Regions from separate parts of the Mus musculus genome. Here regions 2, 3, 4, 5, 6 and 7 are each linked to region 1. A link is a contact called in public HiChIP or PLAC-seq and promoter capture Hi-C data. All regions are on one chromosome and are shown on one strand. Each heading gives the region's core, a stretch centred on a gene start, on an enhancer-like site or on the middle of the called end of the contact. The rest is flanking DNA. Distances are from core to core; before and after follow the strand shown.

The links. Promoter capture Hi-C pulls out the DNA fragments that hold promoters and counts their contacts. HiChIP or PLAC-seq counts read pairs in DNA pulled down with a chosen protein or histone mark.
Region 2: a FOXA1 HiChIP or PLAC-seq map of pancreatic cancer cells shows a contact between it and region 1. The contact joins the promoter of Sgsh here to the promoter of Cant1 in region 1.
Region 3: a FOXA1 HiChIP or PLAC-seq map of pancreatic cancer cells shows a contact between it and region 1. The contact joins the promoter of Tbc1d16 here to the promoter of Cant1 in region 1. A contact is called at or near these places in 3 of 39 promoter capture datasets (embryonic stem cells, hippocampal neurons and stem cell-derived epiblast-like cells) and 5 of 115 datasets of contacts at active chromatin or transcription factors (astrocytes, bone marrow-derived macrophages, embryonic forebrain and 2 more).
Region 4: a contact with region 1 is called in a promoter capture Hi-C map of pre-B cells, with 2.4 times the contacts expected there. The contact joins the promoter of 2900041M22Rik here to the promoter of Cant1 in region 1. A contact is called at or near these places in 1 of 39 promoter capture datasets (pre-B cells), 1 of 484 Hi-C or Micro-C datasets (CD4 T cells) and 1 of 115 datasets of contacts at active chromatin or transcription factors (memory CD8 T cells).
Region 5: a promoter capture Hi-C map of hippocampal neurons shows a contact between it and region 1, with 5 times the contacts expected there. The contact joins the promoter of Cbx4 here to the promoter of Cant1 in region 1. A contact is called at or near these places in 7 of 39 promoter capture datasets (the 3T3-L1 cell line, 3T3-L1-derived adipocytes, the C10 cell line and 4 more), 1 of 484 Hi-C or Micro-C datasets (Th1 cells) and 3 of 115 datasets of contacts at active chromatin or transcription factors (forebrain, memory CD8 T cells and pancreatic cancer cells).
Region 6: a contact with region 1 is called in a promoter capture Hi-C map of hippocampal neurons, with 7 times the contacts expected there. The contact joins the promoter of Cbx2 here to the promoter of Cant1 in region 1. A contact is called at or near these places in 10 of 39 promoter capture datasets (the 3T3-L1 cell line, 3T3-L1-derived adipocytes, the C10 cell line and 5 more), 2 of 484 Hi-C or Micro-C datasets (cortical neurons and embryonic stem cells) and 8 of 115 datasets of contacts at active chromatin or transcription factors (astrocytes, embryonic forebrain, embryonic hindbrain and 5 more).
Region 7: a contact with region 1 is called in a promoter capture Hi-C map of pre-B cells, with 2.9 times the contacts expected there. The contact joins the promoter of Syngr2 here to the promoter of Cant1 in region 1. A contact is called at or near these places in 2 of 39 promoter capture datasets (neutrophils and pre-B cells), 1 of 115 datasets of contacts at active chromatin or transcription factors (microglia) and 1 of 9 other capture datasets (adipose tissue).

What each region holds. Positions count from the first base shown.
Region 1 is chr11:118,417,698-118,420,642 of GRCm38.p6, forward strand. It overlaps Cant1 (calcium activated nucleotidase 1), which reads right to left and starts at 1,421. Exons shown (of 5, transcript NM_001025617.2): 1 at 1,233-1,421.
Region 2 is chr11:119,353,972-119,356,916 of GRCm38.p6, forward strand. Sgsh (N-sulfoglucosamine sulfohydrolase (sulfamidase)) reads right to left here and starts at 1,539. Exons shown (of 8, transcript NM_018822.3): 1 at 1,426-1,539. The coding sequence starts at 1,513. It overlaps Slc26a11 (solute carrier family 26, member 11), which reads left to right and starts at 1,586. Exons shown (of 17, transcript NM_178743.3): 1 at 1,586-1,664; 2 at 2,837-2,945. The coding sequence starts at 2,880.
Region 3 is chr11:119,227,008-119,229,952 of GRCm38.p6, forward strand. It overlaps Tbc1d16 (TBC1 domain family, member 16), which reads right to left and starts at 1,492. Exons shown (of 12, transcript NM_172443.3): 1 at 1,389-1,492. It overlaps Ccdc40 (coiled-coil domain containing 40), which reads left to right and starts at 1,565. Exons shown (of 21, transcript NM_001364767.1): 1 at 1,565-1,740; 2 at 2,021-2,155. The coding sequence starts at 2,127.
Region 4 is chr11:117,609,711-117,612,655 of GRCm38.p6, forward strand. It overlaps 2900041M22Rik (RIKEN cDNA 2900041M22 gene), which reads left to right and starts at 1,537. Exons shown (of 2, transcript NR_015489.2): 1 at 1,537-1,724; 2 at 2,552-2,945. It overlaps Gm35170 (a long non-coding RNA gene), which reads right to left. Exons shown (of 4, transcript XR_003949818.1): 4 at 2,113-2,940.
Region 5 is chr11:119,084,702-119,087,646 of GRCm38.p6, forward strand. Cbx4 (chromobox 4) reads right to left here and starts at 1,536. Exons shown (of 5, transcript NM_007625.2): 1 at 1,248-1,536; 2 at 1,056-1,099. The coding sequence starts at 1,316.
Region 6 is chr11:119,021,620-119,024,564 of GRCm38.p6, forward strand. It overlaps Cbx2 (chromobox 2), which reads left to right and starts at 1,402. Exons shown (of 5, transcript NM_007623.3): 1 at 1,402-1,561; 2 at 1,639-1,682; 3 at 2,556-2,621. The coding sequence starts at 1,490. It overlaps Gm35829 (a long non-coding RNA gene), which reads right to left and starts at 2,220. Exons shown (of 3, transcript XR_389218.4): 1 at 1,654-2,220.
Region 7 is chr11:117,808,198-117,811,142 of GRCm38.p6, forward strand. It overlaps Syngr2 (synaptogyrin 2), which reads left to right and starts at 1,470. Exons shown (of 4, transcript NM_009304.2): 1 at 1,470-1,606. The coding sequence starts at 1,508.

The sequences.
Region 1 (2,945 bases), core at 171-2,670:
CACCTGCCTCTTCCACTCTCTAGACCTCTCCTCCTGTCCCCGCTGCTCAGCAGGCAGAGGATGTCATGCATTCCTGGACACACTGGTGCATATTACGTGGTAAAGGGGACTGAGGGACAATATGGTCACAGTACATGGTCCATTCAGTTGCAAGAAGCATTTACTTTTTTATAACAGGTCAAATGGAACAAAGAAAGCAAGAAAGCACACAGAATTCTGTCTCTAGCCAAGCAAAGACGCTCTGGGCTCTATGTGACAGAGATCCCTTGTCTTATCCAGAAGGAAGTAGGCTGTGCTCACGGGTTCCAGCAAGACTGCTAGGCCGAGGTCTAGGGAGCAGCTCAAAGGAGGGCCTGTAGCCCAGTCCAGAAGGATGGTCCTCAGACAAGCCCCAGAGGGGCAGGGAGAAGGAGTTCCCAAGGCAGGGTCTGCAGTACATGCAGGACAGTCTTGGGAGCTTGTAAGATCTAGTCAGTCAGGCCCCACTGACACCGTGAGACCAGGTTCCCAGGTCTAAGCTTTGTCCAGTATATAGACCTGAGATGGAACTGGGAAATGAAGCTGGTTACTGAGGCACTCCCGAGTGACTGCAGAAAGGTGCTTGGGTTTACTGGAGGCGTATGAATGTCACAGGTGCTAGGGGCAGGAAGCTCTGTAAGGATGGACCAGGTGATGCCCGACTTCGAGGCTGGGAGAGTCTAGCCGAGATTAGGGTTGTATGTGCAGAAAGGGACTAGGGGGTGTGCAGAAGAAGCAGGGGGTGTCGGTAGTCGGGTAGTAAAAAAGGATAGTGCACTATGCTGCCTAGGGGGAAGGTCCAATCTTAGATGACAGCAAGAAGAGCCAGGACAGGAGCAAGGAAGTGGGCGGTTACAGGTGAGGATGGGGTGCGTAGGTGGGTCTGTTAGAGAGGTGATCAAGTGCCAAACTGGAGAGCCCGTGCCCAGGCCAGGCAGGGAGGGAGGGAAGGTACTGTCGCTAGGGGCATTTGAAGCATGCTAGTCAGAAGAGGAAGAAGTTTCGCACTACTTCAGCACGGCACCCTCATCAGAAAGGGGAGGTCTCCCACACAAGCCAGAGGGGGAAAGACGTCTGTCTGTCCGGCACCCGTCACAGCCTAGCTGCGGGGGGGAGTTTGAGGTGCCTGGGGCCGGGCCGGACGGATGCGGGTGGCAACAGGCCCCAGAACACAGCGAGGGAGGGCACCCGGCCGCGGGCGCACCGTCACTCACCCACTGAGGGCCTGGCTCCGGAGCCTGCGGGCTGCCGCCTACCTGCGTAGGGCCGGACAGGGCAGGCGGCCACTTCCGCCCCGCCGCGCGCTCCCGGCAGTCTCTGTTCTGCGCCTGCGCCTCACTCTGGCCGCGCGCTCCCGGCAGCCTCTGCTCTAAGTGTCTTCCTGCGCCGCACTCTCGGTTGCCTACAGCCACGTCTTCCCGGCAGCCTTTGCTCTATGTGTCTTCCTCTACTCGCCCACCCAGTCTCTGCTCTGCGCCTGCGCACTGAGCGCCGGGCTGCTGGGAATCGTAGTTTTTCGCTTGAGCTTGTAATTGAGGCGCGGAAATCCAGCAAAGGAGTTGTCTGTCGTTCCCCAGTTAAGCTTCAGGGTTCTTTGCCTGGTCCCCCCGACCTTCGTCTCAGGAAGTTTAGAAGTTAGGACTCCTCTCTGCCGCCCTAGTCCTCAGACCCTCTTCTGAGCAGTTCCAGCTGGTCATAGCCAATGCTGACCAGATTCCACAGCAGGACCAGAGGATGGTGGTGTGTTCCCGCCGCCGACTGTAGTCAATAGCCCTTACAAACGGAGGACCCCGGTTCATCTTTTCCCAGCCTGCCTTGCCCTGAGCTCTGTGCTGTGTGATACCGGCTCAGTCCTAGACAGTGGTGGCATGTAAGGACTTTAAGAGGCCCTCATCAACCATGGAGAGAGTCAGCCCTGCCTCCTGACTTCAGCCTCATCCCTGAGTCTCCCAAAAGCCTTCTGGGAAGTAACCGATGCACAGTTGGGACGAATTCAAAATATGTAACCCAACACGGTGAAAAACAACCCTTTCTTCCACCCCTTTTTGTCCTCTGGGACATACACTAACTAACGTTAGAATATATACTAAATTACATGTGAAAAATAGAAATGTGCTGGGTTCCCTCTTCTGTGCTTGGGTTGGCAGGCCATCTTTCTTGAATTCTCTGATGTTCGTGTCAGACCAAACCAAGTCCCAATCAGCCACCTTCTATTTGTTACAGCTTCTCCACTCGGAATAGCAGATTGCTCGTAGGATTTTTAAAGCACTCTAGGTATTCCTTCCAATTCCCAGCTCCTCTCCTTACACCTGCAACGGGAGGCATGGTCCCGAATACTGTGCTCATCTTTCTCAAGCCTTCCTTTGCAGACAACACATAGCTGTGCAACTCTAAATAATACATTGCTCAGTTCTGCCCAGCTTAACCTTTATGAGAGATGGCAGAGTCGGTGTTCCAGGGGCGCGCGCGCGCGCGCGCGCACACACACACACACACATACACACACACACAGAGAGAGAGAGAGAGAGAGAGAGAGAGAGAGAGAGAGAGAGAGAGAGAGAGAACACGCATCTGTGTGGGTTTATATATTCACAGGTGCACTTGCGTTCCCCTAGAGGCCAGAGGACAACCTCGGTTTCTGGATGGCCTGGAACTGGCTGAGTAGGCTAGCCTGGCTGGCCACTGAGCCCCAGTGAGTCCCAGGAAGCTCTAGTACCCCTTGCACCAGGATTGCAACACCACACCCATCATTTTCGTAACATGATTTCTGGGCAGTGGATTCACCTCTGTGCTTGCAAGTCTATCACTTTGCCAGCTGAGTTTTCTTCTCAGCCCTGTCATATCTTTTAGACGGTGTGCAATTCTTTTGTAGCTATGGTAATATCTCTTTAAGAAGAAATCCATCCCTTCCGTATTGCTATTGTGCA
Region 2 (2,945 bases), core at 289-2,788, 940 kb after region 1:
GGACAGACGGGAGGATAGGTGGGAGGACAGGCAGTAGGACAAGCAAGAGGACAGCCAGGAGAATAGATGGGAGGACAGGGAGGTAGACAGACAGAAGGACAGGGAGGAAGACAGGCAGAAGGACAGGATGGAGGACAGGAGGGAGGACAGATGGGAGAACAGGCAAGAGGACAGCCAGGAGGACAGATGGGAGGACAGGCAGGAGTGGTTGTGTTACGTGTGCCTTCTGTTGCATGCCAGGAAGCCATGCTGCTTGCACACAGAGGTCTCAGCTCTTGCCTCTGACCCTGATCATTCAGTCCTAAAATTCCTGCTGTCATTATCTGAATCCAGTCTTCAACAGTTAAGTGAGGGTGGGGTCCAATCGAACAGGACTGTGGCATTTCTCTGTCAGGTTTGGAAATGAGACAGGTGTCATCAACAATCCAGGAAGGCCTCCCCAGAAACAGAGGGAGGAGCCGGCTCTCTGAACCCAGTCTCTCCATATAATGAAATTGTTAGACTTACATTGGTTTGTTAAAAACCTGGCCTGTAGTGTGGCGTGCATGTGTGCATGCGTGAGTGTGACTCTATTTTCTGCTTTGTCCGTATTTTCCCTGCATGTACATATACAACAGTTACAGATCCCTGTGAGCCGCCATGTGGGTTCTGAGTATTGAACCTGTGTCCTCTGGAAGAGCAGCCACTTCTCCTAACCACTGAGCCACCTCTCTAGCCCTGAGACTGCCAGGTTTTGTTGTGATGGCTGTCCAAGCTGAGACAGGACCGAAGTTCCAGAGCCACACGAACTGGCTCCAGAGGATTCCAGCGCCAATCCTATCCGGTGGATATACACCCTAGGCCGATCTTCGAGACTATCCTTGGAGAGATTGGGGGTAGTGCTGCAAAGACAGCACTGTTTATGTTACAATTAACCAACTGGCTTGCCCAGATACCACAAAGTTTATCAGAAGAGTGGGCCTGGCCCAGAGCCAGACCTCAGAAGGCCTGGGCTGTCACAAGCCAGGCACTGATCACCCAAACAGGAAGTCTCATGAATGCAGGAGGAACTTGGTGGTTTGCGTGGGCATTGGAGTACTGTACTTTTGGGCCAGGAGCTAAGAGAACTGACCAGGGCATCCTGCAAAAACTCGGGGACTCAGGCTATTCTCATTTCTGGAACCTTATCAGAGGTCTGCATGAGTAGCCGGGGTCCACCGGGTCTCCTTGGCAGCTTTGACTACAGATGTGGGAATGCTGGCCAGCTTGGGGATGGCAGAAGCGGGAGGGCCAGACGCATTTAGAGTCACCAGGAAGAGACCTGCAACAGGAGGCTCGGCAAGGAATTGGCGCGCCGGGGTCAGCATGGGCCAGTGGCGGGGAAGAGCCCAGTGGCCGCTTCTGGGAGCAGCAGCAGGTGGCCGTGCCAGGGACGGCGGCACTCACCAACTATCAGTAGCACGTTGCGCGAGTGCGCGCCGCAGAGTCCCAGGACCAACAGAATTGTGCAGCAGGCCAGTCCCGGGCAGTGCATGGCGGCGCCGGTCAGGGTAAGCGGTTCCGGCTCGTCCGCTCCCCACGGTCACGTGCACGGCAGGCCCCGCCCATGTCCTGCCCACTCTGTTTCTGAGATTCCTGCGGACTCAGCTACCGCCACTTCGGAAGACCCTGAGTCTCAGCGTCCGGTGGGTGAATCTGGGTCCTTGTGATGGAGAGAGGGAGTGTGTGGCGGTGTGGGCTGGGGTCACCAGGAGCTGTGGGGCCAGCGCTGAGTCCTCGGGTGAGCCCTACTCCGGGAACCCTCCCTACCGCAAACCATTAGAGTCCGGGCCGCCTTACTCCAGGTTCTCAGACTTGTTTGTGTTCCCCACTGGGACCTCAGCCTCCGTTTCCCAACCCCCCCCCCCCATACCCCACCCCGCGATCCCGGGATCCCGCGCTAGCGGCGGCGTGGGGGTGGGGAGGAGTGGATTTTGTCCAGAGTGTCATTTCCAGGGCTGGGGCGTGTGGACCAGTAATGAGGAGTCAGCTATGGGCTGGGACACGTGTGTGTGTGTGTGTGTGTGTGTGTGTGTGTGTGTGTGTGTGTGTGTGTGTGTGTGTCTGTTCGCCAGGATCTTAGCGGATGCTACGTACCTAGAATTAATTTGAGAGCTTCAGTTAGTCTTTGGAAAACAAAGTAGAATCTTCAGCCCTCCCACCCTTGGGCTATGAATGCCACAAGTGGGTGCTGGGTAAATCTTGACTTCAGGGATGTCACATACTCCCACCCCCTTTCCCCCAACTGCAGCCCTTAGTGGTGGGTGGAGTCCTACCTAACACCTTGGTGGCCCTCTGCGGTGGTGAGGTGTACACTTGGTGAGGTGTAAATCTTGGCTCCTCAGGGCCTCCTGGCTGCCTACCTACACACTCTGCCGGCCAGAGGAAGCCTGAGCCTGCAGGACCTGCTTCTTCTGGGCTGGGATAGTCAGGTTCCCCGGGGAGGGGGTAAAAGAAAGGAGCAGGTTCTTCGGGGTGAAAATGTCGTCTTTAGGCATCCCCTCAAGAGCTAGTTTGCGGGGGGCGGGGAGGGGGGGTTGGTAGGGGTTGACAGTGGAGAGACACCAGAGCTTGGGATCAGGGGCTATGGCCCAGAGATGGGAAAGAGAGGCTGAGGCCTCCCTGAATCCTTGGTGCAGGCCCATGTGCACATTTTGCTGGCTTCCTTTCCCAGATCATGGTGGTTTGGTAAACTTAGCCACCTGGCTCAGCCTCCCTGCCACAAAAGGCAGGCTATGCTCCTGACGCCCTTGGGAAGATAACGCCACCTTCTCCCAAGCTCAGCCCCTGATCACTGCTCCATGTCACCCATGCCCAGCTCTGTGAAAGGTCTGGGTCAGACCAGATCCCCCAGCCTGCACATGGCACCAGACACATGCTGCTGCTCTGCTACGGCCCTGAGGAGGAGGCTACCCGTCCTGGCCTGG
Region 3 (2,945 bases), core at 242-2,741, 810 kb after region 1:
TGTGGTGGGAAGACAGAACTAAGCTCCACAAGCTGTCCTCTGAGCTCCATACAGGCACCACCAAGACACATGTGGGCACACACACCCCACACAATAAATAGTCATAATAAAAAATGTGGTTTTGAAAGCTTATAAACTGCAGCTCTTTCACGGGCCTGTTTTCGCACAACGAAAACCCACACATGGTGATCCGAGGCTGTTAACAGACACCGTGATTGCCAGGAGAGTCAACAGTTCCCAAGAAGAACTTCCTAGCTATACTCAAGACATTCCACTCACCAGAAAGCTATGGGGGGGGGGGGGGGACAAAACAAACAAACAGAGAAAAAACCCATAAGTACTGCTCAGCTAAGAGATCCATCCCCAGCAACCAGCTAAGAACCAACTCTGGTAAATTCCCAATGGGTGAATCTTAGCCGGCCCCTGTGCCCAAAGTCACCGCACCACTAAGTTCAATATTCGCTATCAAGGTTAATGTCAATATTTCTTCCAAGAGCTACATACATAGTTTCTTTTAAATTCTTTGATCAGTTATTAAGATTTAGAGTGGAGCCCCTAGTCCCCGGCTCTTTGCACCCATGTTCTGACCAGTATGCTTGGTGACAGGACACTTCCCCTCTCTCTCTCTTTCCTGATAAAGGAAGTTGACAGAGTCCATGGAACAAACTTTAACAGAGTCAAGAGACGCTTTTCTATTCCCCTATTTCTGAACGGAACCTGGACTAGATTGTGGCCAACATGTGACACCGACTTCGGAGGAACAGGCTTTTCTCACCGCGCGTTCTGGCAGGGTTCCGTGGGTTATTTTTAGCAATCTTAAATTGCCCTTTTTTCTTTTTATACTATCCCTTTTTTTCTTTCTTTCTTTTGAGGAAAGAGAGAGAGAGAGAGAGGCGCGCAGGCTAAAAAAGAAGCGAGGATCCTGACATGGGGCCTCTTAAATAGCCCTGACCATTTCCCCCTAGTGCCCCAACGCTAAGACCGCACACGCCCCAGGAGGGCATGGCACACCTTGGGGGCTCTGTCTGACAGTGCAGGAACCCCATAAGTTCTTCGCATGCTCAGACCAGCCAGCAAGACAAAGACCGCAAGTGCCCCGGCCCACAGCTCCAGACAGGCGAGGACCGAGTCTCCTCGAGTGGGCCCACTCCCAAAGCAGAGAGTCTCACTCGAGGGTGGAGTTCCCAGGGCGTCCCCAGCAAGATCCGGGTTCCTCCGCATCGCCCCCGCCCAGAGCCCAGAGCCGGTCCCCCAGCCACTCCCGGACCCCCGCGCAGCAGGCCCGGGTCCGGTGCGTGCAGATTCCAGGGTACCCAGGAACCGCCACGTCGTCCCGAGTGGACCCCAAAATCCCCGGCCCGCGATCCCAGAAGAACCCTGATACCCACCCGGGTCCCGCCGCGAGGGCTGGACACGCGCCGGCTCCAGGAGCCACCACCGCCGCCGCCACTGCCACCGCCGCCGAAAGCGAGGCGCGGCGGGGAGGGAATATGGAGAGGCCGTCCCCGCTCCGCCTCCGCTCCGCCCCCGCTCCGCCTCGCTCCGCCCCGGGGCCCAGCCCCGCTCAGCCCGGAACGCCAGGCACTAACTCCAACCTCAGGGTCCTGCGCATCCGTCGACCCCTGCTCGGGGCTTTCTGCTGACTCTGCAGGATCTCGCCACGCGCCTAGTACCCCGGACCCTGCCCTGGATGGGAGCCCTGTGCCCTCGATCCGAAAGGCAGGGCCTCCCTGTACCCATGTATGCGCTCACCCCTTGCATTTCTATTTCTCAAACTTAGGGTTACGAAGGAATGATGCTCCCCAAAAGGTACTGGTTCTTGAGTAACCCAAAGCTGGAAGTGGAAGAGCCAGAGCTAGGCGCGTTTCCCGGACCCAGCATCCCCAACCTGCCTGCCACTTTCTTTGAGTCCCTGAACATCATCAGGGTCACTCTACGGGAACTAAGTCCAGCCGGGAAAGTCTGGGACACATGGCGACGGACAGGCAAAACACATTTGTTCTTTAATGTGTTTGCTTAGTGTTTCTGTGTGAATCGATGGACGCTGCCAGACCCCGCCTCCTGCGGTCTTGGAGCACGCGGTCCAGACTTCGCCGGATGTTGATGGCGTAGCCTAGCAACGAGAGATGGCGGAGCCGGAGGACCAGGCTGACGGGTAAGCCCCGCAGGAGGGATAATAAACCCACCAGATGTTTTCACTAAATTTCTGCACGCAGGTACCCCCACCCGGACCGCCTTCTCCTTCACTTCTGTGCCCCTTCCCGCTCTTCTCCACTTTCTGGACCTGTCCTACACTACCCAACCCACGCTCCCCCATGTCCCCTATCTCTTGCACCTTCTGTTCTTTGTCCTTTTCAAGCGCCCCCCACCCCCCATCATTCCTTACTCCTAGCCCCTGCTTCTCCTGGACTACAGACTTTAACGCCCCGCGGTAACCATGGCAACCATCATGCTTGATAAACCCGCTGCAAAGCAGGACTTGGATGGATGGGACGCCGTTCAGTATTACAAGAGTGGGAAGAAAGGAGGAGCAGTAGCTCCGTTGGGATTGGGCTAGGCCCATACCTCCCCCTGCAAGATGGATTCCCCTCACCCCCATCATGGTCTTGAGGGATAGACTGATCCCCATCACTGAGTGAACCCCAAAATGCTGTTGCCGGCACTGTTTTAGGTTTTGTGCAAAACAAAAGCAAGTTTAAACAGTTCTATTTGCTCAGACTTTTCTGGGTTGTTTCATATAGTTAAAGTCCTTATGGACACCCATGGAAACACATCCAGAGTATATCCCACGAGAAGGCTAACTGTGAAGCCACAGGTATAGAATGAGCTCCAACTTGGGGAAGACTTGAAATGCAAAGATTCTGAGCAAAGGCAGGTGCACAAAATGCCTGCTCCAGTGGTGCTGGGAAGCAGAGGGGGGAATAGCCCAAGCTCTCATTGTCTGT
Region 4 (2,945 bases), core at 287-2,786, 810 kb before region 1:
CACCGGCCAGCCCCTCTGAACAAAGCAGGCACTAGGGAAATGTTATAGACTGAACTGTGTCTTCTCGAGTCCCAGCCTTCCCTCGCAGTGAGGCTGTGTGTAGAAGCAAACCCTTTAGGAGATAATTAAAGCCAGTACAAGAAGTCTTGAGCACAGGGCTCTGTCTTCGTTACAATTCATGGTCAAACTTGACAGCATCTAGAATCACCTAGGGTGCCAACCTCTGCGCATGTCTGTGAGGGAGGAGTCTTCTAGATTGGCTTAGCTGAGGTAAGAAGACCGTCCCTGGATGTGGGTGGCACCGTTCTATGGGCTGTGGACTTGAGCTGAATAACAAGGAGAACATGAGCTGAGTGCCTAGACTCATCTCTGCTTCCTGCTCACAGATGCTACCTGGCCCCTGCCTCAGACTCCACACCACGCCAGGACTGCACTCTCAAACCATGCACCACAGTAAATCCTTGCTCCATTAGGTTGTCTTGTCATTTCAACAGGAAAAGTAGCCCAAGCTGGTCCTCAGAATGGAGCTCGAGGAGACAACAGACAGCTCCCTCCTCCCTCTTCCCTCCTCCCTCTCAGTGACTGTGGTTTCAGCCCCTAGCCTGTAGTATGTGATCAGGCAACCAATCAGATTAAAACCTACACCTCCTATGCTTTTAGAGCTAATTAACACAGATGTGGAAATGAGAATGACCCACCAGCCACAAAGGAAGACTCCCATGAAGATCGTATAAACTAGAACCCGCTCTGCAGAAGCCTGCAGGATAAGCATTTCCTGCTGCCCTCCTGCCCACAGCTTGCTTCGGGCTTCACTGTGGGTTCACGTGGGCCAGAAGCTGCCAGCACAGCCCCTGTGTGCACAGCCCAAGATGCATGCCTTTGGCCTATGAGGGAGAGAGACAGAGAATGTAAAGATGAATCTTGTTAACTTGACAGAATTGAGAACTGGATACAATCCTCCTGGGCTGGGGTCTTGGACTAAACAAAAAGGAGGAACAGAGCCTGGCACCAGTATCCATCTCTCTCTCTGCTTCCTGACTGAGGATGTCATGTGACCAGCATCCATCTCTCTGCTTCCTGACTGAGGATGTCATGTGACCAGCATCTCTCTCTCTCTCTCTCTTTCTCTCTCTCTCTCTCTCTCTCTCTCCTCTCTCTCTCTGTCTCTGTCTCTCTCTGCTTCCTGACAGAGGATGCCATGTGACCAGCTGTCTCCCACTCTGGCTTTCACACCATCCCCACAATGACCTTGAACTGTGAACCAAACAACCCTTTCCTTCCTTAGACTCCTTTTGTTGCTGGATCTTATCAGGAACAGGAAAATTATTTAATACAGAAAAATTCACTTCTCAGGCTCGGCCAGTCTGGGCTATGCAAGTCTAATAAAGAGGCACAAAGATTCCAAACTCCCCAGGCTCTAGGAGGACGCCCCACCAGGGATCTCCTGGAAGCTCCGCCCACTCTACACGCTGCAGGAACACCTCGGACCTCAGAAAGGACGGGCTTGCAGGAGTCTGCCCCGCCCATCACACACCCATTAGAAGTAGAGCTATGAGGCTAGTTGAGCTGGCCCGCTGATTGGTTATATGGTCTTGTGCTTCCTTTTAACTTCTCTGGGCTTCCACTTCTCCCTCGGCAAAACACACAAGACCACGCCTTGCAGCTGCACCGCGCAGATGCCTTCCGAGCTGTCCTAAAAGCTGGGATCTCTCCGGCAGTGCAGGGTGAGTATTTGGTTAGGAGGCTGCTTTCTTTATCCCTTTTATGAGAAAAAGGACAGACCAGCACCAGTTCCACCTTCCAAGTCGGAAGCTTGGGCATGTGCTAGTCAGACCATTTACCCGTTATCACCCAGCAAAGATGTGATAGCTCTGGAGTCTTCTCCAGGAACCTGCTTCAGATCCCGTATCTCAGACACTGTTTCCTAGTGCCAGCCTTGCTAGTCAGCAGAGAGAGAGAGAGAGAGAGAGAGAGAGAGAGAGAGAGAGAGAGAGAGACCTGACCAGGGTGGCTGCTGTCTTGATATCATAGCTCATCATTTTGTGTTCAACTTCACAGGACTGCAGACTAGCTCCCAGATACTTTGTAACAAATGACACCAAGACAGTGAGCTTAAAACAAAACAGTGAGGTTCAGGGGTCCAAGCCTCTGGCCAGGTCCTCCACTTGTGCTCTCATGAAGCTGCCATCCTAGTCTGAACTGCTAATCGTCTGAAAGAAAGATCCATCTTCAACTCAGCCAGTTGGTGTCTGTCAGTTCCTTGTGGGCTGTCAGGCTCGCACTATGTGGGCTGTTGGACCTGTTTCTTTGCTGACGATCAGATGGAGACCACACTCTACTTCTGGCTAAATAGCCCCCTCTATCAGCAACTCAGAGCTTATCCAGCTGCTTTGCCAAAGCCAGCATGGGGTGGAGGGCGGGGGGTGGGTATCATGGTCATTTGGTCAGGCACAGTCCCACCTTCAGACACAAAGGTGGCAGGAGTCATGGAGAACAATCTGGTGGCCACCATGTGACACGATAGTCACACAAGCATGTCCTCAATTTCCAGATTCAGGAAGAATGTCAAGAACAGGTGAAGGACCCACCCAGGCTCAGTTCAGTGGGAAAACGTTCTCAACAGCTTTGATGTCCCTGAGCTACATGCAGGTGGCGTTGGTACCTGGCTGGCTGCGGCAGATCCAGAGCAGAAACCACATCGGTGGGAGCCAGGAGACTGAAGAGCTTCCCTTCCTACTGCAGTCCTGTTACCTGGGGTTGGCCGGTCTGCATAGTGTGGAGTCAGCACCAGCTGAGGATGTACACATCGGTTGACATTGGCCAGTGCTGCTGCTTCTGCCTCTACCCAAGTGGTCATTGTTGGGAGGGAGGTCGTTGGGCTCCAGAGGGCAGGTCGAATGTTGAAACTACCTGAAGTTCAGACCAGCTCCCAAACTGAGCCTTCG
Region 5 (2,945 bases), core at 286-2,785, 670 kb after region 1:
GACATAAGGCCCTATGTGGCTTCCTGAATCAAAGGCTATGGATGTGGAGGGTAGACAGTAGGTTTCTTAAGGCTTAACATGGCCCTTGATTACCCCCCAAGTTAAAATACACACACAAGGGCAGGAGGAAAGGAGGGGGTGAAGAAAACGAAACTAGCAGTTTATTTTGCAGTCGTCAAGAATTTTAAGCATGTTACTGTGACGTGTTCCAAGGCCACTTTCCTCTCCAGAAACCCTCCGTGCAAAGCAGCCCAAAAGCAAAGTCGCAGTCCCCCTCCCTATCCCCAGCCCAAGTCTCCAGTAGGGCTTCAGCTGGTCTGCATTGGACCCCTAATCCGGTAACTCACAGCTCAGCGCCCCCCTCAAGGCCCAGGAGACCGCTGTCACTGGCAAGCAAACCCCAAATACTCAGCAGTACAAAAATATGCCTCTCTTTCCCTCTCCCTCTCCCTCTCCGAGTGTGTGTGTGTGTGTGTGTGTGTGTGTGTGTGTGCCTGCGCCTGTCTCCATCCGGTGCCTTCGCATTTCAAATTAAAAAAAAAATTCCCCATCGAAAGAGCTGCAGTGACAGTTCCCAACATTTTCTGTCTTTTTTCTTCCCTACCCTGCACCACCAGGAGGGAGGACGCATACAATTGCATTTTCGTCGCTTTTAAAAAAAATTTTTTTTTTTTTTTTTGGTTTTGCAATATGGAGCCGTTCGGTGGAGGGAAAGGGGAAAGGAGCCATTTTCTGCTGCACATCAGTCAGTGCCTGCGCCCTCCCTCCCTCCGCCGGCCTCCCGGGCTCGGCCCCGCGTCTCTCCAGCTCCTCCGGCTCCTTTTAGCGCATAAATTAGTGATGGCATTTCCCGGAGAGCGGAGCACAACACAGGGCGCCCGGCTCGGGCTCGGCTGCTCCGCTTCCCAGTGCCTGCCACCGACTTCCCCACCCCCTCCTCTCTCCACCCCACCTCCACCCCGCCTCCCGTCCGCTCCCCCACCACCCCACCAGCTCCACGGGTCTGCTGGCCAGGGCGCTTGGTGCCGAGGCACCCGGCCCCCGCCGCCACTTACTTGGGGGACCAGCCTCTCCATTTCACCAGATACTCCACTCTGCCCTGTAGGGGGGGAAGAGACAGCACTCCATCAGCTTCCGCGGGATCCCCGGCTCCGGCCCGCAGCCTCCCCACCCCCTCCGCGCCTCTCGCTCGCTGCTCCCGCCGCCGCTCCCGCGCCTCGGCGCCGCCACCCGCGCGCCACCCCTACCTTGCGTATCCGCTTCTTTTCGATGCTCTCCACCGCGAAGACGTGCTCGCCAACAGCTGGCAGCTCCATGGCCGAACCCGAGCGCTCAGGGGCGCAAGCGGCCGGCGCGGCTGCAGACACAGCTAGCTCCCGCCGGCGCCCCGATACGATCCTGCGCGTGGACCTCGCCACGCGCCCGGCCCCCGCCGCCGCCACTCGCCCCTCAACAGCCTGGCCGCCGCCGCCGCCGCCGCTGCCTGCACCCGCCGGCTCTCAGCTCGCGCTCGCTCGCTCGCTCGCTCGCTCAGACAACTGAGCCCGGGCCGCCGCGGCACGAGAACTCATGCAAATCCCGGACGTCAGCGGGCGGGGCCTCGCAGGGCCCAGCTCGGCGTCAGGAGGCGGGACGCGCCTCGGATTGGCGCAGCCCGGCCTACCCGAGGCCCCCGGTCTGGGCAGCAGGGAAGGAGGAGGGCGCGGGAGGAGGCTGGGGAGGAGGAGGGCGCGGGGAGGTGCAGGGGAGGGATCTGAGAGCCGGGAAAGTGAGCTGGGGCCGCGGAATAGAGGTGTCTCTGCCTAGGCGGCCAGGGTGGGCACCTCGACCGGGCCCACTCTGATCCGCAGCCGGACACTTGGGACTCTCCCGTCCCCACCCTCGGCCTCTGTTTCTGCTTGTGCAAGGCCCGGGGATCCCTGCTGGGGGCCACGGAAGCACCCGCTGCACTTTACAGTTGCTCCCAACTACATCTGTCCAGCAGAGCTCTGGAAGCACAGGGGACTTTCCGGCAGGGGGCGGAATGGAGGCGGGGGCAGTTCAGGACCCCACCCTCGGTGCCCACCGCCCCGCCCCGCCAGTCTCTGGGCATTTAGGCCGCGAGGTGGGGAGAGAAAGAGCCAGAAGACTGAGGACTTGGACAAGTGGAGGAGCACGGAGAGGCGAAGACAGGGACAAAGAAACAGCTGGCCACGGGGCATTTAGCACTCAAGAACCTCAGCAGAAAGGGGCTCTGAATCCGATGCCACCCAAGATTCTGAACGGCTTCTAATTTACACTTGGTTCACTCATTCGCGGGGAAGGGGCAGTTTCTAAGCAAGGCCTCTTGCTTAGTCTGAGATGCTGGGAGAAGAGAGAGAGAGAGAGAGAGAGAGCGAGAGAGAGAGAGGGGGAGAGAGAGAGAGAGAGAGAGAGAGAGAGAGAGAGAGAGAGAGAGAATGAATATGGGGGTGAATGAGTCTGGGGGGTCCAAGGGGACTTCGTGGGGCTTCATGGAAGAGCCTCAAAAGTAAGAGTGGGGAGGACCAAGTAGATGTTGAGGCGGAGGGTTGGTGGATGAGTGGACTGCGAGAAGGGGAGGGGAAATGGCCAAGGAGCCACAGTGTCTTCCTGAATTCCCGTCCTCTGGTCTCTGACAGCCAAGCCCTGCTGACGCGGCCTTTGGAGCCCTGGAGTGTGAAGTTTAGCACCTCGGAGCCGGCCAGCCCCGCACGTTCAGGGGTATTCAGCGCCAGCGTCCGGCTGGGGGAGCTGCTGCGCCAGACGCGGCCTTCCGAGGGCGCCACAGTGGGCCTGGGAGATCCGTGGGGTCGCAGTGGGTAGACTTGACAGAGAACATGCCATTCTAAGTGGGAGGGTAAGGGTGTGCCTTGCCTGTGGTGCGTCCGGGGCCCCAGCTCAGGGCTCCTGAAGAACGTGGAGCAGGAAGCTTGCGCAATCCCTTG
Region 6 (2,945 bases), core at 152-2,651, 600 kb after region 1:
TGTATTTTTAAAGTTCTTTGCTCTTAAAAAATAAGTAAGCAACTGTGTTGGTATACCCTGTTCCAGAAAGGGAATAGTGGGCAGATTCTAACAGTAAATGTGACACCCCATAGAATCCCGAAGCGCAAGCAGCAGTTGAAATGGATCCAGCTATTTATAGGATTACAATAAGCACACCTTTGTACAGCGCAACCATTTACTGCCCAGCTGATCTGAACAGGGACAAAAAGAGCTGTCTGGGAGACTTCAGCGGCTCTCTTCCCCCTTGCTTCATCCACTACTGCACCAAGCACCTAAATGAGCAATCATTGCGCTCTCAAGAAGGAAAAAAGAAGGAAAAAAAATGTCTCTTTCCCTGCCCCCTCTGCAAACAGCTGCGAGCTCTTTCCAAAGCAGATTTAACCAACCAACTAAACTGAAGAATACCCTAAAACCCAGTGGTTTCCCGATATTCGTTTCTTAGGGCAGAAAGCTTTACAACCAAAAGATATTACTCCTTCATAAATAGGTTCACGGTTACGTGAAGACAAGGTCCTACAAAGGTGTGACTTTGGATTCGCAGCCTGTTCAAGAAAGAGGCAAAACCAGAAAGCGAATTTTCATTGGATTCTGCTTTATTAAATGAGAGAACGCTTCTTTCATCATGTGCTTGACTCGCTTCAAAACTTACAAAGGAGACTGTTCAACGGAATTTATGTCTGAGCGGGAAAATAAATGGGTAGGGCGCCTAAGCCATGGCGACCTGGGAGGACCGGGGCCACCCCTGGAAATTGATCCAAAGGACTTTACTAGCAGAGCTAGCAAGCAGTGACAAGAATCCAGTTACACCCAAGTCTGCACACCGATCCCTCTGGCCCACGTCGACGTCACCAAAATCGTGAAATAAACTAAGAAAAAAATCAAGTTGGTTGTGTCCCCACGCGCGTACTAAAAGTCGGGGAACTAGGTCCCATTTTCACAACTCTTTAGTTAAGAGTTCGGAGTTCAGTCTTCTTCCAGTGACCTGAATTTTTCATCTACAACCTTAAGTAGAGTTTCGAGGCTCCTTTTTCGGTGTCCCCTCCCGAACCCCGTACTTTTCCACTCTTTTTGTACCCCTGACTGGTAGAGGACTAGTGGGGAGCAGCGCCCCTCACTGGCGGGGGCAAGAAGCGCCGCGTGCTCCCCGCTTCGCCGCCCTCTGGCCAAACAATAGCTTTCCGCAGGGACCTGCGATCCGGAGCGGCCGGACCCCAGGATTCCCGGAGCACGCAGCCTCCCGACACAGTGCAGAGAGCGCCCAACCCCACGGACTGGTCCCCGCCGCGGCTACCACGAACAATGCGCGCCCCGCCCCGCGCGCCCGGCGCGCCTATTGGCCCGGCGGCTGCGGGTAGAGCAGCGCGGGCGACTCCGGCGCGCGTGCGCGGGGCGGGGCGCGGCGGGGGCGGCGCTTTGTGTGCAGCAGTGAGCCGGGGTCTGCGGGGCGCGGGCCGCGGCGGGCGGCGGCATGGAGGAGCTGAGCAGCGTGGGCGAGCAGGTCTTCGCCGCCGAGTGCATCCTGAGCAAGCGGCTCCGCAAGGTGCGTGAGCCCCCGCCCGCTCCCCGCGTGCGCCTGGCGCTCTGCGGGGCTAACCGCCCGCTCTTATCTCTCCGCAGGGCAAGCTGGAGTACCTGGTCAAGTGGCGCGGCTGGTCCTCCAAGTGAGTCTCCGGTGCGCGGCCGCCTTCCCGCGCGCGCCTCCCGGCCTGGGTGGGAACCCTCGCATCGCAGGCCCGGGCGGGAAGTCCTGTGCCTCGGGACCCAGAGGACTCTGGCCGACTGGCGCTGCCCTTTGTTTACGAGCCCACGGGGAGCGAGCAGGGCGGCCTCCAGCCCCGAGTCCCTGGAGCCCGGCCCGCCTCCGCGCCGCGCGCTTCTGGCGCCCATTTGTTGCATGCGCCCCCGCCCAGGAGCTGGCCGCGGCTGGCGCGGGACGCGGGCCCCCTCCCCTTGCCCAAGTTATCCTGCTGTAACCTGAGCTTCCTACTGGTGGGAGGGCTCCCCCACCTACTCCTACCCCCGGCCCGAGCTTGCTTTCTTCTCAATGAGGGACGGGGACCCGGCCTTCTCCGGAAAGGGCTTCCTTTGTAGCTGCCCCGCCACCCTCCTTCCTGAGCCCCATCCCCTCCAGATACCACTCCCCAAACCCGGTGCCCTGCCCGCGCTCTCGGTGGTATCCTCCACTTTGTTCCGTCTGTGCCCCCCGGCTCCCCCTCCCCTACCTGCCTTCCCTCCCCTCCCTGGCTCCGGGCCAGGCCCAGGGGATTCCCTCGGCAGCTTTGCTCTTTGTTGGGGTTTGTTTTCCTCCCAGTGTAGACTGTCGAGTCCTCTCCTGGCCTGCTGGGGTTTGAGGTGGCAGTTTGCCTGTGGGTTTGAGGCTGGGATGCTAACTAACTTTAAGGACTTCTAAGACCTCAGAGGACAGCCTCTGCCGCAGTGCCCCTTGTCCCAGCGGGGCTGTGGGAGCTGTCCCCGGCAGCCCACCTGGATGCTGCTCACCAGCCCGCCCACCCCCCTTTGCTTTGCTTTTCCAGACACAACAGCTGGGAGCCAGAAGAGAACATTTTGGACCCGAGGCTGCTCCTAGCCTTCCAGAAGAAGTGAGAACTCTGGAGGAGGGGAGAGTTGGGTGGAATTGGCTGGTGACACAGTGGCCTGGGGCTGTGGTGTGGGGAAGCCTGTGGTGGAGCACTTTAAGGCCTCACAGACAGCCTCTGGTTTCTCTTGGCCTTTTCTGTGGAGTAGCTTTTGGTCGGCACTAATAGCACTTGAAGCTGGAAGCTTGTTGTAAAAAGCACACCTCTGCCCCTGCCACGGTGTGCGTGTGCCATGGTGCAGGAGAGGGAGGGCCCAGAGTGCAAAGTCATGTGTTTGATGTTTTGCCCAAGCCTTGAAAGTGCTGAGGTCACTTCTGTAATTACAGT
Region 7 (2,945 bases), core at 220-2,719, 610 kb before region 1:
TCTTACAAGGTGTCCTTTTTATGACATGTGTCATCTCGTGTGCTCTACCCACCCACCCCAGGCACAAACCAATTACATGTAATGATGTAATGGCAAAAGGTTGGTTTTGGTTTTGGTTTTTTGAGATAGAGTTTCTCTGTGTAGGAAAGAGAGAGAGAGAGAGAGAGAGAGAGAGAGAGAGAGAGAGAGAGAGAGAGAGAGAAAGAGAGAGAGAGAGAGAGAGAGAGAGAAAGGGAGGCTTTGTAGGAAAGTCCTGACAGCCAGTTCTCCTTCATCAAACACTCATGGCGTGTATGAACAGATTTTAGGAGGTAGCCCTGGGCTCACCTACCAGCGGCTTGTCACAGGCTCTGTTAGTGTGGGGAGGGTGCAAATAGACGCAGATAGACTGTTAGAAGGCCCAGTCTCTCTTGTGCCTACTCCTGTCTTCTCCCGAGTGGTGACCCTTCTGGTGGGGCAGGCTTCTGCCTCAGTTTCCTTATTGTCCAGCCCCCCTCATTACTGAGGTGAGTCTGTCTCATTATTCATTATCCATTGAAGTGACTGTGGTAAAGCCATCTTGTCATGACTCCATTCTGTGTCACTTCTCAGCCCTCTACACCCCTCAACAGCCATGGTCTCCTTGGGAACAAATTTGTGTTGTCAACAGAAGGATATCTGGAGGCCTCTTGGCGGCCAAGGTGAAGCCCTGGGTTGACACACGACCCCTTCCGATTAAGCATCAGGTTCCCTTTCTAAATGTTATTGGGGGACAGGGGGAGCTGGAGTCTATGACCTAGTGATCTCATTTGTTTTAATTTTTAAAATTACAATCCTCAGTATGTGTGTACTTGAGACTAGATCTCAGATAGCTCAGGGTTGTCTTGAACTCCTTATTCTCCTGCCCTCTTTCTCTTCCTGAGACAACAGCCACCAGGTACTTTGCAGCATGTGATCACGATGTCTAGAAATCTGCCCTTCAGAGCCCTTTGGCTTTCAGGCTTAGCTCCAGAGCAAAGAGTAGCCAGAACTGTGGGGGCCATAGTTATTAATTACTACAGTAGTCCAGAGGTTGGAACTGGGGGCCTCTGATGTGCTAGGCAAGAGCTTATGCCCCAGTCCTTTGGTCTGGAGCAGAATGGTGAAGTGACATCCAGGTATTTACGAGCCTGGATTCTGGATTGGTGGGATTTGGGTGTCTGGAGGGCTTATGGGAGAGGACCTTCACCAGGGCACTGTGTAAGTAAGAGTAAAGTGGGAGCCGCCTAGGATGTCTCTTCTTGGGGACTCTTTGATCCTTTCTGGATGAACTCAGTAGGACATATTTCCCAGGGGTGAGCTTTTCCTCCCCCTTCCGCACCCTGGCGCCTCCTGCGAGCTCCAAGTTTTGCTGCCAACTTCCACGAGTTTGGAGGGGCTACTTCCCGGCGGTTGGCCCCGCCCTGTCGGCGGCCGGACCCGCCCCCGTGGGCGGGGCGGGGCAATCCGGCTAGTTCCCGGCCATCCGCGGCTCGGTGGCGAAAGCGACATGGAGAGCGGGGCCTATGGCGCGGCCAACGCGGGCGGCTCCTTCGACCTGCGGCGCTTCCTGTCTCAGCCTCAGGTGGTGACGCGCCTCGTGAGCATGGTGAGTCCACCAGCGAGGACCCGGAGCCGGGCGTCCTGGCTACCAGGGCCCGTGGGGCCGCGGGCCGCAGAGCGCGACAGGTGGCGGCGGCTGCGCGTCCTGGGCCTTTCGGAGAGCGCGGGGCCCCGTGCCCCTCCGCGTCTCTGTCCCCTCCAGCCCGTGGGTTTTGTCGCCTGTTCCACTCCGGACCTTGTCTCCCCAACTCCGGGCCGGGCCCCGCCGCACCCTGGACCACTGGTCCAGGCCGCTCTGGTGCGGGACGTCCCCGAAGTTCTCCGGGGAGGCAGGCCTGTCGCCTTGTTGGCATTGGGAGGGACCGGAGAGGGGCACGGCACAGCAGGTGGCCGGCACGCCGCGGCTCCCAGCCTAGGGAATTCACCTGGAAGGGACTTTCTGCAGCCACGTGGGGTGCGAGGAGGGGGATTGGCCTGGCACTCTGAAGGAGAGTTTCCTTCCCTCTCAGAGGCTAGCAACAGGTCTGCTTTCCCACCAAATGCACTCCCTTCCCAGAAGCGGGGCGAGCCCCCTTGTACCAGGCGTGCGGGGGCAGCTTTCCATACCTTGGGATGAAAACACTGAAAACTGAGACTTTAGCTGCCAGATTGAGGGTGGCCCCACTGCGCCCAGGGGGTCTGGGCCTGGAGCCTTGGAGGTGCCCTGGCTCCCCGGAATCTCCCAGCCTAGCGGTGGAATCTAGTGACTCCGTCCTGGGTTGTACCCTGTCAGTCAGGATGGCAGTGCCAGGAGCCCTGACCCATACTCCGCGCCCAGTCCTGGAGTTCCGGCTTCATCCACAGCTGGGGGCGGGGCTTGTGACTGCCAGTTCCACAATCCTATTGAGAGCGTCCCCGCAGGATCGCTCTGGTCCTGCAAGTCTGGAGGCAGCCAGGTGCCCACAGACTCAGTTGCATCTGCCGCCTTGACGTGGGCTTGGCGGTGGCCTTAGGGTGTGGGGAGGAAGCGAAATGACTAGGACGATTCCAAAGGAGCTGCTTTCCAAACTTTGGCCAGTCTCTGCTGGTGACTTTCCCACCTCTGTCCTGGCTCCTGCGGGATCTGAGTCTGGCTGTGGATCTGACCACCCCAAGAACCTTGCTCTGAGGGGAACCGTTGTGGGGGTGGAGACTAGTAGTTCTCTGGAGGGGAGGGGCCGACGTGCCAAAGAAGCCGGAAGTCCTTGTAGGGAGAAGGCTGGCTGACTGGGGAGTCTCTTGCTTTAGGGGGAGTCTTGGAGGGAAATAGGGCAGCTGTTGAAGGGTGTTCTGGAAGATATTGGTTGATGCTGTAGAGTTGACTTGGGGCAGGGTGTTGGGGTGAGGGTTAGATGAAACACTGAGTT